2 separate regions of the Zea mays genome follow, and region 1 is linked to region 2. The links are chromatin contacts, called in public Hi-C maps. All regions are on one chromosome and are shown on one strand. The core of a region is the stretch at or near the end of the contact, and the rest is flanking DNA. Distances in the headings are between cores, read along the strand shown.

Region 1 (3,416 bases), core at 837-3,336, 460 kb before region 2:
ATGGTTATTAAAGCGGTAAAACGTTAAAACGTTATGAACCACCTTTTTAACATTTAAACATTTAAACGAACGTTGAAACGTCTTTTTAGACATTACATAAAATTTCAATTATAGAATATGTTCATATATAAGTTGAGTACTTGAGTTTACAAAACAAAATGAAACAGATCAAATTCAATCACACAGTTACAACTTGTATATATGATCAGTAACCATAAACTCTTAATGACTGAAAGTCTGAAACTAGGGAGGGCACCACTGTCTGAACTGGAAGACTGAACTTGGAAGTCTTGATGATTGAAAGTCTAAAACTAGGGAGGGTGGCGCTTCACTGGCCTGGCAGTGCTGGACTGTTGGGGGATGGAGAGGGGGAGGGGGCAGAGGAGAGGAGAGGAGGGAGGCTGTCAGCACAGGACGCCTGGCAGCCCTGTGTATTTTTTGGCTTGTGAAAGGCCCAATAACACGTAGAACGTCCTGAACACGCCTAGAACGTTCGAAAACGAGAAAACAACGTTTAAGCGATGTTTAAACGTGATAAACGGACGTTCTACGTGTTTTTGCTAAAACGATCGGACGTTCTAAACTCTAACTACGTTTTATCGTTTAAACGACGTTTAAGCGACGTTTTAATAACAATGACGCTGAGAACGGTAAATTTTACCGGTTTCTCGGTTACGCAAACAATTAGTTTATTACATGGCTAATAGTTTGTTAGCTGGCTAGGGGTTCTAAATATATGTCGTGGAAGCGCTAACGTCCTGATGATATTGGCGTTGTTGTCGCTCAGCCTAATAGGCGGGGGCTCTATGCCGATTGATTAGGTTGCTGCTATCATTATTATCAAGGACGGCTGCTTTGAAAACCATTTCATTTGGTCATGTATGACATCTTCACCAACTCCTTGCTCCCACCAGCTGCTGAGAGCATAAGGGCATTTGATTTAGCGATGCGATTTTAGTTTTTTTTTGTTTCCCTCCTGCTGCTAGTACGTAGTACAACGGAACATCCCCCCTTTTTTATATTTATATACATATAAAAGGACGACTCAACATTTAAAATATGGAACCTACATTTGTATTAGGCAGAGTGAACCACATGTCCAAGTAACTGAACTCGAGGTTAATCTATCACTTATCAGGGATCTTTATCATATTTACTTTCTATCTTTTGTTTGAGATGGAAATCCAAGCATGGACGTGAAACCTACTCCTACTACAATGGAAAATGATACCGATTTCTCTTTTGCTCAAAAAGATAAAAATAATGCATCACTTTCTCTTTTGTTCAAAAAGATTTAAAAAAATGCATCAGTCGTAATAATATACTCTTTCCTGTTTTTTTGTGTGACCGAGTCTCCGTCTGTACACGCAAACTTCTAGAATGCACCACCTCAACGACACATTACTTTTTTCTCTTGTGGGCAATTATGCAATCCACAGATGCCCTTTTTCTGTTGATAGGTATTTTCCACTACAACAGTGCAGTTCCACTCTGTCTGCTGATGGGCATGCATGCTTGGTTTGCTACCTCTTGACTCTCGTTGCTGTTGCTTCCAACTTTCGCATCACACTCATGGACCCTTTACTTGATGGACAGTTTTGCTTCTCTTGAGTATTTGTTTCGTAGAAAACTAGCATCCAAACAACATGGCATGCGGGTCCATTCGTCTTCTGAGTACGATTCACCATGGAACAGGCAGCATTTCAGTTTTGAGGAACACACACACCTCACATGATGTCGCTTTTGAGCAGCAAAAAATTAGCATCATATTGTTATTGGTAACCCACGGTGTAGGTTTCAATCCACAACGCATCTCGATCTTTGGCTGTAGTCACATCTATATGACAGGTTAAAAGGATAGACAACCACTCTAATGCCGTTTGGTATAAGTAAATAATATTACACCCATGCCTTAGTTTTGCTGCCTGCCTGAATGAGATTGTCCAACTACCCAAAAAGCAAGAGCATCTAGAAACCCTTGATTAGAAGATGTCGAACACCTGTTTCTTTCCAGTACATCTTTACGCCGAAATCTATTTGACACTTACTATTCATAATGTTCCTTGATTGATGAATGAGAATTGTGTATTTACTGAAAGTGAGAAACTGACCTGTGTACTGTACTACTAGATTGTTTTGGTTCTCTTCTCGATCGGGCATCAGTAAAAAGCGCTCCCATTTTCTCAACAGGTTTTACTCCACCTACGGGCACGTTGCCAAGCTTGCTGAGGAGATGAAGAAAGGCGCCGCTTCAGTTGAAGGCGTGGAGGTCAAAGTATGGCAGGTCAGTGTCTGTCAGCAACGGTGCAATCTTCGAGTTAGCTAGAACCAATGTGTTGTGTGAGTCTGGAATGGTCACCGCCAAATTCCCATCGGTTTCACTTTCACACGCGAAGGTCCCGGAGATTCTGTCCGAGGAGGTGCTCGGCAAGATGGGCGCGCCACCCAAGACCGACGCGCCGGTCATCACCCCGCAGGAGCTGGCGGAGGCCGACGGCGTCCTCTTCGGGTTCCCCACGCGGTTCGGCATGATGGCGGCGCAGATGAAGGCCTTCTTCGACGCGACCGGCGGGCTGTGGCGCGAGCAGAGCCTGGCCGGCAAGCCCGCCGGCCTCTTCTTCAGCACCGGCTCCCAGGGTGGCGGCCAGGAGACCACGCCGTGAGCAGCCGTCTCCTCTCCTTTTTTCACAACATGTTTCCTTCCCCTTGCAGCACCAACCGATCGAATCGCAGAAGCAGTGGGTAACGTTTCCCCCTTGGCGTGGCGGCCAGGCTGACGGCGGTGACGCAGCTGACGCACCACGGGATGGTGTTCGTGCCTGTGGGGTACACGTTCGGCGCCAAGATATTCGACATGGAGAGCGTGCACGGCGGCAGCCCGTACGGCGCGGGCACGTTCGCCGGGGACGGGTCGCGGTGGCCGACGGAACTGGAGCTGGAGCACGCCTTCCACCAGGGCAAGTACTTCGCCGGCATCGCCAAGAGGCTCAAGGGCGGCTCCGCCTGATATCGCTCGCACCCTCCTATACGTATACATAATTATTATAGGGAACATATCTGGTGCATATATAAATTTAGTGTACATGGTGCATATATTAAATCAGCATTACTCATTTTAGATATAATGTCTCTAGTTGTTGGTATATTTTGCTAAGAACACCCTCCGACGTGGTGAAGTATAGCGGTGGAAAATATTATTTATAAATTGCAATGATCAACTAGAGACGTTAAATCTAAAATAAATAGTGATGATTTAATATGTGCACCATATATACTAAGCTTCCATGTACACCAGATATGTCCTCGTTATTACATGTACACGAGGTATGATATGCATTCCATGTTTTCGTGGTGGTTTCGATTGTATTGTTGTGTGAAATTTGGTAATCGGACCCATATTAATTAATAATTATGGC
Region 2 (2,930 bases), core at 193-2,692:
TTGGTTCTTTGTGACTTTACCCCTGTTTTGAATCGAAGATTTAGACATTATTTTTACAGTTTTGAATTTAACACATCATACATTTAAAATATGTGCATAATGGTATGTTTTATTAAAACAATGGCAATATTTTATGACAAAATACGGACACATATGTAATTGTACTCGCATATATTTAATAGATAATCGTGAACCACATATGACAACCACGACGTAGAAACCACCGGATAGTAACATGCCAAGTAGCAAATATATTCTGCAAAACTTTACTCTAACTCTTTAAGATCGTTGTGTTATATTCTCTGAAAAGTCAAAGTATTGATATATATAAGTAAGACAAAATTTCTTATATGATCTACATATATGATACTCCCTCCGTCATACTATTCGTTTTAGATCTTTATTTTTGTGTCCATATTCAAATTGATGATAATAAACCTAGACACATATATAAAACACAAACATTAAATATTTCATGAATCTATTAACACTTTCTAAAATAAATATTATTTTAGGACAGAAAGAAAATATAAAAATCGTACTAACGCATGTGCAACTAACTACGTAATTATGTAGTATTTGAATATGCATGTGCACTCTGGCAAGGTTGCAGTGAAGGGGAGAAATAATAATAAAAAAAAGCTTTGGGGATTTAGTGATTTGGCTCTCCTGGTAGCAATCGGATCATCTCCGGTAATTTTCCCGAGGGTCGGCCATTGCCTCACATCAGTGATCGGAAGTCACTGTAAAGAAATGACATCTCTTCCGGCAGAAGTCTGTGTATAGGAGGGTACCAAATATTTTTAAGAGAAAGAGGTATTTCCTTGTGAATAGTAGAGAAACAGACATTTTTGGCTAGGAGCCAAATCTGCAGAAAGGGACTCATTCTCGAGTTCTCTGGTTTCTCCAAAAGATTTGATGAGGAGCCACACCAAACATTGTTTTTTTACTAACGCTCCTATATTTTTATTAACACTTTACACTCCTATATTTTTATTAACGTATCTAAAAAATAATAAAATCTATAGATACAAATATTAATATTTATGACACTAAATAAATAATATAAAAATATTTTTAAATAAAAATCTAATAATCATTATAAATTTTCCTGGTTAAACTAAATTTTAACTAATTAATATCAAAATATCTGGCTCTATAAATTGGTTCTTTCACTCTCGGGCTAGCCAAAATAACTCGCATGTATTTATAGAGAGGTAAATAGGGAGTTAAATAAAGAGTTAAAAAATTGATGCTCTTAAATACTTTAACCAGAAATTGTTATAGCATTGTTATTTTGTGAAGCTGCATGTGAGGTATTGCGTCAAGTCTGACATGCAGGTAGAAGTTGACAGCCTTGCAGTGGCAGTGCCCCCATGCCACCATGTCACCGCATCTGTACATTATTTGTGGTCCAAAGGCAGAAACAAACAACTGGACGTGAAGTTGGCAGCCTCTGGTTTTACAGATAGAGTGTTTAACTGAGAGTTCATAGGTCAATGAACATAAGACATGCATCTACTCCATATATTTGATTACTGCCCACGAGATTAGCAGGCTGGCTTGCGCATCCAACCTACCGCTTGATTTAATCAAAGTAGCAAGACAGCTCTTGCAGCAGTCTTGCTGCTCCTCAAAAAAGGCTCGGACCAATACAAGCTGCAGCAACAGCCATGGCTTCAGCGAAGCAGAGCAAGAAGATGCGCATACTTCTGATCCCATTCTTCGCCACCAGCCACATCGGGCCCTACATCGACTTCGCCGTCCGTCTCGCGGCAGCCAGGCCAGGAGCCGTCGAGCCCACCGTCGCCGTGACCCCGGCCAATGTTGCGGTGGTCCGGTCGGCGCTCGAGCGCCACGGCCCCGCGGCGAGCGGCACGGTCAGGATCGTCACGTACCCGTTCCCGCGCGTGGATGGCCTCGCTCCGGGCGTGGAGAACCTCTCCACCGCCGGAGACGACGCGTGGCGCATCGACGCCGCCGCCATCGACGAGGCCCTCTCGCGGCCGGCGCAGGAGGCGCTCCTCAGGGAGCGGTCCCCCGACGCCGTCGTGTCGGACTACCACTTCTTCTGGACCAGCAGCATCGCCGCCGAGCTGGGCCTGCCGTGCGTCGTTTTCAGTGTCATCGCCCCCTTCTCGGGTCTCGTCATGCGCATCCTCGCCGGCGCCGTCGTCTCTGGGTCGCGTGACGTTACCGTTCCCGGGTTGCCAGGGCCGGAGATACGGATCCCCGTCAGCGAGCTGCCGGAGTTCCTGAGACGCCCGGCGAAGGACCAAGGCACGTTCAGCCCCTGCAACGCGGCGCAGGCCAGGTGTTTGGGCGTCGCCTACAACACGTTCGCAGGCATGGAGCAGGAGTACCGCGAGGCGAACGTGCGCGCCAAATCCTTGAAGCGCTGCTACTTCGTCGGCCCCGTCTCACTGCCGCTGCCGGCGGCAGCGGCAGGCACCAGCGAGTCTCCATGCATCAGGTGGCTCGACTCCAGGCCAAGCTGCTCGGTGGTGTACGTGTGCTTCGGCACCTACGCCGCCATCTCGGAGGACCAGCTCCGGGAGCTGGCGCTCGGCCTGGAGGCCTCAGGGGAGCCGTTCCTGTGGGTGGTGAGGGCCGACGGGTGGACGCCGCCGGAGGGCTGGGAGCAGCGCGTCGGGGAGAGGGGGATGCTGGTGAGAGGGTGGGCTCCGCAGACGGCGGTGCTGGCCCATCCAGCGGTGGGCGCGTTCCTGACGCACTGCGGGTCGAGCTCGTTGCTGGAGGCGGCGGCGGCCGGCGTGCCGATGCTGACGTGGCCGCTGGTGTTCGACCAGTTCATCGAGGAGAGGCTGGTGACGGACGTGCTCGGGATCGGGGAGCGGGTCTGGAGTGGGGCGCGGAGCACGAGGTACGAGGAGAGGGAGCTCGTGCCGGCGGAGGCGGTGGCTCGGGCG

The links. Hi-C and Micro-C count contacts between places; a contact is called where the count stands out from the background.
Region 1: a Hi-C map of ear shows a contact between it and region 2, with 2.0 times the contacts expected there. The contact joins the promoter of LOC100285601 here to the promoter of LOC100191999 in region 2. A contact is called at or near these places in 2 of 25 Hi-C or Micro-C datasets (bundle sheath and ear).

What each region holds. Positions count from the first base shown.
Region 1 is chr8:124,765,198-124,768,613 of Zm-B73-REFERENCE-NAM-5.0, reverse strand. LOC100285601 reads left to right here and starts at 2,086. Exons shown (of 4, transcript NM_001366732.1): 1 at 2,086-2,098; 2 at 2,191-2,284; 3 at 2,397-2,659; 4 at 2,773-3,100. The coding sequence starts at 2,234. The coding sequence ends at 3,007.
Region 2 is chr8:124,308,598-124,311,527 of Zm-B73-REFERENCE-NAM-5.0, reverse strand. LOC100191999 (Cytokinin-O-glucosyltransferase 1) reads left to right here and starts at 1,442. Exons shown (of 1, transcript NM_001137423.2): 1 at 1,442-2,930. The coding sequence starts at 1,674.